Linked DNA regions of Mus musculus: region 1 is linked to region 2. Evidence: chromatin contacts called from public Hi-C data. All regions are on one chromosome and are shown on one strand. Each heading gives the region's core, a stretch centred on a gene start, on an enhancer-like site or on the middle of the called end of the contact. The rest is flanking DNA. Distances are from core to core; before and after follow the strand shown. Region 1 overlaps Gm46240. Region 2 has its middle 20 kb from the start of Gm40746.

The links. A called contact is a pair of places that touch in the nucleus more often than the background predicts.
Region 1: a Hi-C map of bone marrow-derived macrophages shows a contact between it and region 2, with 9 read pairs. The contact joins two enhancer-like sites. A contact is called at or near these places in 1 of 15 datasets of contacts at CTCF or cohesin (large pre-B cells), 1 of 484 Hi-C or Micro-C datasets (bone marrow-derived macrophages) and 2 of 115 datasets of contacts at active chromatin or transcription factors (bone marrow-derived macrophages and regulatory T cells).

What each region holds. Positions count from the first base shown.
Region 1 is chr10:96,906,683-96,911,671 of GRCm38.p6, forward strand. The region is part of intron 1 of Gm46240; the gene reads left to right. Among named protein-coding and RNA genes, the nearest start is that of Gm46240, 7.9 kb to the left of the region's middle. Within about 2 kb of position 3,204, at least 12 of the 459 cell types and tissues checked have an H3K27ac peak or open chromatin away from gene starts, as enhancers often do. A contact at or near this core is called in bone marrow-derived macrophages, where this site is marked.
Region 2 is chr10:96,198,471-96,203,926 of GRCm38.p6, forward strand. No RefSeq gene overlaps it. Among named protein-coding and RNA genes, the nearest start is that of Gm40746, 20 kb to the left of the region's middle. Within about 2 kb of position 2,976, at least 87 of the 459 cell types and tissues checked have an H3K27ac peak or open chromatin away from gene starts, as enhancers often do. A contact at or near this core is called in bone marrow-derived macrophages, where this site is marked.

The DNA of each region.
Region 1 (4,989 bases), core at 1,954-4,453, 710 kb after region 2:
GCAGTCCTCTGCTACATAGATGCCTAGGGCCACGGAGCAGCCCACCAGCTCACATATGCTCTGCATCACTCTATTCTTACATCCCTTAAGGATTTCTTCCTCCTTGTCCTCTTCCTTTCTAGAGTCATCAGTACAACAAGAATTTAAGTTTACACATGCACACAACACACACTCAGACAGACAGACACACACGAGGCAAAGAGAGAGACCGACACGTAGAGAGAGACACACACACAGAAGGGGAACACACACACACACACACACACACACACACACACACACAGAGAGAGAGAGAGAGAGAGAGAGAGAGAGATTTAAATCTAGTTTCTAAATATAAGAGAAAAGCACCCTGAGTTTGTTATATTTTTGCTTAATATAGTGATTTTCAGTTACATCCAGTTTTCTGCAAATGTCATGACCTTATTTTTCTTTGTGGATGCATAAAATGCACTGTATACTTGTATCACATTTTAATTATGCATTCATCTATATATAATCCAGGCTGTCCCAATTGTTGACTACTGTGAATATTGTAGCAATAAGTATGGATGTGTAAATATCTCTGTGATATGTTGACATAGAGTCCTTTTGGAGATACACTGTGGATATTATGGTAATTATGCTTTTAATTTTGTTGAGGAATCTCTATATATCTTCCATACCAGCTGTAATCTCTTTGTCAGGACTCTGTTAAAATGTTTATACCCGACCCACCCAGGAAAATATCTTTTTTTACTAACTCAAAGGAAAGTCATTTAGATAAATCTGTAAGATTTCAGCTCATTTGGAATATGGTATAAAGTGATCATGTAGGATTCTCATAAGACAGGCCTGTACTCAGCACATATGCACACCACAGAAGGCTACTAGGAACAATTTACAATTCTCCTTACCACATACCGAAACACCAGATTTACAGGTACCTTGTAGATGGAAAACATGCAGACATCACACATTATTTTCATAATGGGTATTTATTTTTAATTAGGTTTAGATACAAAATGAATATACTAATAAAGTAAATACAAGCTGAGTTGCCTCTTATATTTTGTGCTTAGTAATTTGTAATTTTAATTTTTAGAATATAGATGTCTCCCCTGTAACAATCATTATAAAATTGGTTTCTTACTGTTGGATTTTTTTCTTGAATTATATTTTTACTTACTCATTTGTTTTTATTTTACCTCCACACTTCAGTGGTAATGCTCCAGTATCTCCACTGAAAACAAGTTCAATGAATTTATGTTTTGAATCCATGTTCATCTGAAAATATGTGTGCTTTTACAGTTTTAAATACCATGAACGGATGTCGAATTCTAAGTTGAAAGTGAGTTTTCCTTGAAAGTTTGACAATGTCATAGTCTCTCTTTAAGGCTCATGTAAATGATGTCATCAGTAATTAGAGGTAAAGTTGGTAAGGCTGAATGACAAGGAAACCATGGAAGCAAGAGGAAAGTTCATACAAGACAGGTCGCCTAAAGTATGTGCTATGAGAACAGGCGGAAGGGCACCTCTGGTTAGAAAAATTGAATACTGCCGAGAAATCTAACATGCCTCACAACCAGTCCTTATCTTCAGCACCAGGTTGGCCATTCTGACTGGACAATTGAGAGTCATCAGAGTGGAAGAGGGTAAGAATTCGTAAAAGGGTAGGCTTGAAAAACTTTTGAGTCATTTGTCTGAGAATATGCAAGGGAAAAGATGACATATCCCCTTGTTTTAAAAGGTTACTAGAATCACTAGATTTGTTAAATGCTAATTTTAAAAAATCTAGTAAGGAAAAGAGACAACTGAATCATAAATGAGCAAACTAAAACAACTCATTAAGGTATTGTGTGTGCAGTGCAGAGAGAGGGACTAGTGAATAGGAGGAATAGGACATTAATTCTATAGTTTCATTAACAAAAACAACAGGATAGATATGGATGAACAGGCTGCAGCTTCTGTTGGGAGAAAAAGAAAGAGCTTATTGACCAGGTATCTTGTAGAATGTAAAATTTGAATCTTTTTGGAGAGATATGGTTAGATGTCTAAATGGCACTGAGAGACCCACTGAAATTAGTAAGCTTAAGTTTTCAATTATCTCAATTATTCTGGTTATACAACTTCCCCCTAAAATCTTCCCCCTAGAATCTTTCAAGGTTCTGACCTGGTTATCTTCATCCGAATTTCGTGAAAGCTATTCTCTGTACCCCAGATGAGGTTGGATGATTCAGATTTCTTCCTATGAGGCCTGCCATTTGACTTTCTACTATGTCCTTGATTTTTTCTTTGTCTTCAAAGCATGAAAGAGCATCTTGCCATGACATGGACAGCTCTGGATGGTCAGGCTTCTTTGACCCAGCCCATGTCACTTCTCTCTGTTTACATTAGTCCAAATGTCAACAACAACAAGCTACATGTGGGTTAACTACCATCCTGACAGTGCAAGGTACTTTCTTTACAGTTAGCAACCAGTGGCCTTGGTTGGAGAGCCTGAGAAGCAGCACATCTTAATGACATAGACAATGTTTAAACCTACATCATCAATTACAGACACCACACTTATTCTATTATCATTATTATTATTGTTGTTGTTTTGTTGTTGTTGTTGTTGTTACATTTATTTTTTCACTACATTGATTCTTTTTTATAGGTCCTCAGGGCTAGAGAACTGAACTTTAGTGTTTCAGGGCTTCTGTGAAATGCAATTATGAACACAATGCAGTAGTTGTGACTGACCAAGTTTGAACGTACTGGCAGTTCTGTTAGAAGCATGAAAAAGAATTTGCAAGTTTGTTCTGGATACGCCAACATTTACATAGCAGTCTAACAAAGGCTGGGGAAGAAAACCAAACTGAACGGAAACCTAGAGGGTCTGACATCGATGAGTTCCAATGTGTCATGTTGTTTCATAGGTAGAGTTAAACATTCTCAATTTGTGTGTCTGTGTGTTTGTGTGAGTGTGTGTGTAAGAGAGAGAGAGACAGAGAGAGGGGGAGAGATAGGCAGAGAGATACACAGAGAGAGAGAGAGATACAGAGACACAGAGGCACAGGGACAGAATCAGATGGGCCAAATGCAACCCCCAGTCACATCAAATAGCAATTTGGAATCATCTATTATCCTTGGAAATAAAAATGTCCTTGATGATGTTTGCAAGATTCCTTCTGGTGGAGTCAGAGGACAAAAACCAGATCACAGCAGGGTGAGCTTCAGAGTGCTTATTAAGCAAGCAGAGCTAACAAATATGTTGGGAATCTTGCAGAAGCTTGACAGTAAAGAGGTGAATGGAGAGGAGAGACTGTGGGTCACAGAGAAGGACATACTCCTTAAGTCTGGAAAGGTATATCCATCCATATGCACTTAAGTATGCATATACTTGTTAGGAGTGATCTTTGAGACAGAGAAACGGGGAGGTTTATAGGAAGACAAAGAAAGGGGAAGAAGGCAAGAAAAGGAACAGAAAGAGGAACAAATGAGACAAGGTCTCTAAAGGGAAATTCAGTGGATGGAGGAGAAAGAGAGAGAGGAAGAGAGAGAGAGAGAGAGAGAGAGAGACAGAGACAGAGACAGAGAGACAGGCAGAGAGACAGAGACAGACAGAGACAAAGACACAGATACACACACACAGAGACAGATAGACTCATACACACACACACTGAAAAATAACAAAAATAAATTATAAAAGATAATAAATAAATCCTCCAGAAGGATGCAAGTAAGTACAACACACTATAAGAATACAGAGACCAAGAAGGAACTCTTTTGTGCTCTCCCATTTTTGTGTGTATATGTACATGTGCACATGTGTGCATAGAGGTCAGAGGTCAACATTAGGTGTCTTCCTCAATTATGGTCCACCTTACTTAATCATTATTTATTTTTCCATTTGGTTATTTATTTATTTATTTATTTTATTTATTTATTTTTGAGACAGGGTTTCTCTGTATAGCCCTGGCTGTCCTGGAACTCACTTTGTAGACCAGGCTGGCCTCAAATTCAAAAATCTGCCTGCCTCTGCTTCTCAAGTGCTGAGATTAAAGGTGTGTGCCACTACCACCCAACTGGTTATTTAGTTTTGAGGCAGGGTTTCTGTGGTATCTAGTGCTCACTGATTCTATTAGACTAGGTGTACATTAAGCCCCGGGGGATCCTATTTCCACTTCCCCAAGTACTTTAGCAACTGAGTCATCTCACCACTGTTGGACCAGAAAATTCCATTCACCAGGAGTGGTGAAGATATCACAACCAGCACAGCTTGAGTCCTGAAACCATGATTTAGCGTTGGTGAAGGAATGAAGAATGGATAGCCACACCGAGACATATACAGAAAGACTGAGGTCCCTTGGAGTGTATGCATTTGGTCTGAATGGGACTTACTACTGCTATGAACTCAGAACCTCGGTATATTTTGAGTGCAGCAAAGGGGTATGAGTTGGGGCTTAGTCTTGGTAGGAAGTTTCTGTAGGTAAGCTGTTTCAGACTGTAAATATGCTGGAGGAGGAGGGGGCTGTAGTTGCTAGTTTATGTATCTACTGATCTATAAACACTTGAACTTGAACACCCAGGGAAAGTTTTGGTGTGCCTTTAAGCCTAGCCCATATGGGGAATGGTTTGACTAAATCTCTATGGATCCAATGCTTCAAGTCCTTGCCCATGGGCAAGTGTACATAATTGCTCAGGGTGGCTCTGCTCCTTACAGTGAGGGCAGAGGCATTAAGTCAGGGATTTACAGAGCAGGCTCTGAAGGAGCAGGGGACAGGAAATATTGAGGAACCCAAGGGAATGGTTCACCAGTTAGTGTCAGCTGGGCTCAGAGACCTCAAATCTGAATAATTCTGTCTGTAGGGTTTTATGACAGCCGCTGTCAACATCAAGACTTCTGTCTGTATGGTATAGACATTTACATGAGACATTGTTCTTTTTAATTCTGGGGATATACAGCTATATCATCTCCTAGGATACCACCATTTTCAAATCTATAATAAATGCTACTTTTGATTTCTC
Region 2 (5,456 bases), core at 1,726-4,225:
GCCTCTCTGCGCATCTCTCTGCGCACTGCCTCTCTGCGCATCTCTCTGCGCATTGCCTCTCTGCGCATCTCTCTGCGCATTGCCTCTCTGCGCATTGCTGACGCACTACGCAGGGCGGGGGCTCCGCATAGGGCGGACCTTGAAACCGACTGCCGGGAGGTTGAACAGTACGCTGGCTTTCGCCAGCCGCTTTTGGCTTTTTTCTTGACCAATTAGCTGGCTGGTAATGGGCTGCTTCTTCCTCCCAGTCTGTTTCCTCAGAGGAGAATTCTTCATCTGCTTCAGAACTACTAAGAGCTGGCTTCCTGAGCTCATCTAGTGACGAGTATCTCCTAGAGACCTCCGCTAGTCGATCTTTTTTCTTTTCTTTTTTCTTTTCCTTCCTTCTAATCTCTCCCCAGGTATTCTTACCTGACCTAAACTTTTCCTCGGGTTCAAGACCCTTGGAAAGGCCTGTATACTTATTTTGTGTACCATATTTTCTCTTTGCTCCTACTCTCTCTCCCCGCTTTACTTCTGATAGCTTGTCCTGAATTTCCTCTAGAATTTTCCCTGCCTTAACCACTTGATAACATGTGAAAAGGAACAAAAGGGCTTCTAACACTAGAAAAAATTCAAGGCCAAACATATTCCACTTTACTTCTGATAGACTGTCTTGAATTTCCTTAGAAAGTTCAAGATCAGACTTACCTCGTAAAGCTGTACTCACTGGTACTCTCGTTCCCCAGCTGAAAAGTTCTGAATTCATACAGTTGAATCCTTCTTAACAGTCTGCTTTACGGGAACCTTTATTACCGCGACCCGCAGTTCTGGTTCTGGAATGAGGGATCTTCCTTGCGCCAGTCCCGAGTTTTTTCTCGTCCCGGAATTCGGCACCAATTGTTATTAGACGCGTTCTCACGCCCGGCCAGGAAGAACACCACAGACCAGAATCTTCTGCGGCAAAGCTTTATTGCTTACATCTTCAGGAGCCAGAGTGCAAGAAGCAAGAGAGCAAGAAGCAAGAGAGAGAGAAAACGAAACCCCGTCCCTATTAAGGAGAATTCTCCTTCGCCTAGGACGTGTCACTCCCTGATTGGCTGCAGCCCATCGGCCGAGTTGACGTCACGGGGAAGGCAGAGCACATGGAGTAGAGAACCACCCTCGGCATATGCGCAGATTATTTGTTTACCACTTAGAACACAGCTGTCAGCGCCATCTTGTAACGGCGAATGTGGGCGCGGCTCCCAACACTAAACTTTAATTGTTAAGATATAGCTAGTTCCTGCTAAACATCCCTGACCACTCAACTGTAGAAGTGGCCACTCCCCACCCCCACCCCCACCCCAACACCTCTCTGAGACCTCACATGGCTACTTGGTTCTTCTCCCTCCAAAGTATAGCCAACTCTCCTCTCTTGCATACTGGCCTCATATATGGACTGATTAGAGGGAACATAGCATCCGGAGACCTAGAGCTTAGGGAGAAGATGACCTCAACTCTTTCAAGGCACCTTCTCAAGAACTGGTCCCTTTGGGTCTTGTAGAAAACTAATATACAAAAACTCCTCTCTTGCCAGGACCACTGTAATGTCAAGCAGCCCGCCTCTCTGACCCAGAACTAATGCAGTGTATGGAAGACCACCTCTCTCACCAAAACCACTAGAATGGATGGCAGAACATATGGTGGCATAATGCACGTACAGGTACCAAACAAATGTGTTACCACTCAATGCCATTACCACTCAGGGCAAAGAATACAACATGGGAAACACCCCCAGAAACTGTTGGAGTGTCTTTTTCTCTGGAGATAGTCCTTGTCCAGATTGTTTGGGGATGAATTCTCTCTCTCTCTCTCTCTCTCTCTCTCTCTCTATATATATATATATATATATATATATATATATATATATACATATATATATATACACACATACATATATATACATACATATACATATACATATACATATACATATACATATACATATATATATATATATATATTGTGTGTGTGTGTGTGTGTGTGTTCGTGTGTGTTGATACCTTATTAATAAATACCAGAGTTTGTTTAGGCTTACTTCTTATGCATTTTATTCCATTCCACAAAAGAAGACTCTACAACCAAACTGCGGAGCATGGAAAAGCAGTGAATCCAAGTGTCTCAATGCCTTTTTCCCCCCTTGCTGGCTGTATGGATTTCCGAAGCATGTGTGTTCTTTCCTTATTGTGCAGATAACAGCATCTACCCCTAGTGTTCTTTATGGGGGTGAGAGGTAAGACACCTCACACATTTATTGTCAGGTGGGCAAGCTCGGGAACTTCCTGCTAGAGAGGCTGCCTAGAGGTGTATGTGAGTGAGGTCTTCCTTTGCTAGTTCTGATGCCCAGTGATGCTTCTGTCAGTTCCACCCACCTCTGAGATGACTGAGTTCTACGGTATGCAATGTAACCAGTTCAGGCGCGCTCGTGCATGCGTGCGTGCGTGCGTGCGTGCGTGCGTGCGTGTGTGTGTGTGTGTGTGTGTGTGTGAAGGGGTTAAACATTTGGCAGACAGCAGTCATGAAGTAAATGCCAGAGACTGAATAAAGGACTTATTTCCCTTGCTTGCTGCTCGTAGAGCATGTCATCTGCTAGCAGGGGTGACACACGTGACAGGCATCAGAATGTGGGTCCTGTAAGAAGGCGGATGGCACACTGGGTAAGAATTCTAGGAGCACAGCTCATTGAGCAGTAGGACGCTTGCCCACTGAAGGCAGGAGCCTAAGTCTATTCTCAAGAACTGTAATCAAAAATGTTCCAATCCGACTCTCGACTTCCTGAGGGGGATGTCGATCGACTTCTCCTTCGGTTCCCCTGTCTGTAAAACGAAGACAAACAGTTTCTACCTCCGAGAAATGAGAGTAAACGAAGGCAGCTTGCTTAGAACAGAGCCCAGGGCGTGGTGCGGACGTCGGCTGTTATTGCTGTTGCTGAGAAAGAGGAAAGATAAAAGGCAGGGTGACTGTTGACAGGAAACTGGGCTTCCCGGGAGAGCGTTCATCTGTGCAGTGCTCTGAGGCCACGGTGCCTTTGTGGTGGATTGCTTCTTCACTGGGGCCATTCCCAGCAGCTGCCACCTCTTCGGAGTCACCTCCCTGCCTTCAGCACCTGCGCATCTAACCCTCACATCACCTTTAGATGCTGTTTTTCTCCGTCAAGGCTTTGAGTAGTCCGTCTAACACGGTTAGACACTCAATGTGGATTTGAAGCGCTGCATACCTTTAGCAGATTGAGGGCCACAGGCACAGGTGCAAAGGGTGTCATTTCAGATGAGGAACAGATAGACATGTAGGACGAATCAACGAATAGAGGTGTAGGTGTGGCGTAGGTTTCCCGAAGTTCATCCCAGCAATGGACTAAAAGAAGTTTTCTTTTCTCTCTCTCTCTCTCTCTCTCTCTCTCTCTCTCTCTCTCTCTCTCTCTCTCTCCCCCCCTCTCTCTCTCTCTCTCTCTCTCTCTCTCTCTCTCTCTCTTTCTTTCTTTTTTTTGACAATATGTGCGCGTCAGCTTTCTCTCTTCAGAGGCTAACCCTCACTGTGACGTTAAGGTGGCTTACACTTAGCTGATGATTGAGCAGAGCAAGCCTGGCTCCTGGGGCCCATCTGGGAGCAGGCCAGTCCTGTTCATCACTAAGTCCTGCCTTCCCTCTGGGTGGCCTGGATGAAGGCAGAGTGGTGGCTTCTGAACGGAACCTTCAGTAGGCACAGGGGACCTGAAGTCAGTGCCTGAGACCCGGCCTGGCAGCCAGATGCTCTCCCAGAGCTGAGTCTCACAGTGTGGCCGGAACAGTGATTCCTCATATAGTTTGGATGTTAACCCTTTGCTCACTAAATGGTTGGCAAATACCTTCTGAGTGTACTGTTGTCAAAATGTCTCCCTTGCCTATCATTAAATTAAGAACAAATTCTCAAATTCTAGAGTTGTAAGTGTTTTGAAACCAACCAACCAACCAACCAACCAAACAAAAAACCTTCTTCGGAAACTGCTTCTTGCAGGCTTGCATATTTTATTTTGCTTTTAAAAGATTGTTCTTCTTAAATTATTTTTATGTATGTGCATGTATTTGTATACTGTGTTTAACCAGTGTATACCAGTGCCTGAAGAGACTGGGTAAGGGTGTCAGAACCCTTAAAGGTGGAATTATAGGTTGCCCTTCATGGGATCTAGGAACTGAATGGGTCCTCTGGAAGAGCAGTTATCCCTTTTAACTGCTAATATACCTTGCCAGCCCCTCCAACCTTTATTTTGAGAAAAAAAGACAATGATTCGAAATGTCACCAACAAAGACGGTAAATGTTAAGCCATGTATCAAAGGAGACCCCCAGGAAAGTGTTTCAAACACTAGTGGATTGGAAAGCTGGGTTGCTCTGTTTGTCTCCTATTAGGTCACTTGTGCAATAATATTTTTTTTCTTTCAAAGAAACATGAGAAATTAGCTTCACTGGGATAGTACCTCATGGGCTCAAATTCTATTTATAAAGCCCTCCTCTGCCAGAGTTCAAAGGGCTTAGTGGATGGCTTCTAACAAACTTACAAAATCCATAAACAGTGGGTTTGGTGACTGTAGAAGACTTGGAGGGCAAGAGTCATTGCTGTGTTCCTGGTTTCTACAACAGTCACATGTCACCCCTCCCAGGCCAGCACATCCCTGCAGTGGCTGGGAACAAACTTTGTGTTTCCTAAGACCAAAGCTGCTTGTCCCCTTGATGGCTGCATCACATTTCACCAAGGATATCTCCCCCATCCATTCTATTTACTTGAACAAGTTTTCAACTAATTTCAGCTCATTTTCCCCCTTATTTGTCAACTAGCTGTATGGGTAAATGGTACCAGCAATCTATGTATTGAATAAGACATGTTCAAACTTAAACATCAAAAAAGAATATAGATGTTGGTTTTCACTGGGAAAAACTTTTGTTGTAGTCTGAAAATTTATACATGGAGTATATTGCAAATTGATTTTTAGGATTTATTTTTAGGTCAATATTGTCTGAATCTATATTCATCAATGTTATAAGGATAGGAGAAAATTCAGTTGTAGAGAAATTTGGGTGGCTTCCATATATATTGGGACACTTTAAACACTGACATTTTTAATAGTAGCACAATGAGTCAGTTTTATTTCTGCTTGGTTTGAAGGTTTTATCCCCCAGAAGACCTCTGTTGGGAAGTGAGTTCCTGAGTGAGCCATGGTGGGCTGTAGGGCTAAGGAGGAGATGCTGGGTACCTTAATGGAGCCCTCAGGGATAGATTAATGCAGTTATCATGGGAGTAGGTTAGTTGTCGCCATAGAAAGCTGCTACTACCAAGGGAGTTTACCTTTTCCATGCTTCAGTTCTCTCTCACATACCTGCTTACCTTTCCATCACATGCAGCTGCCCTGATTTGGACTTCCCAGCCTCTAAAGATAATCATGTCCGAGGCTTCTGTGGGTACC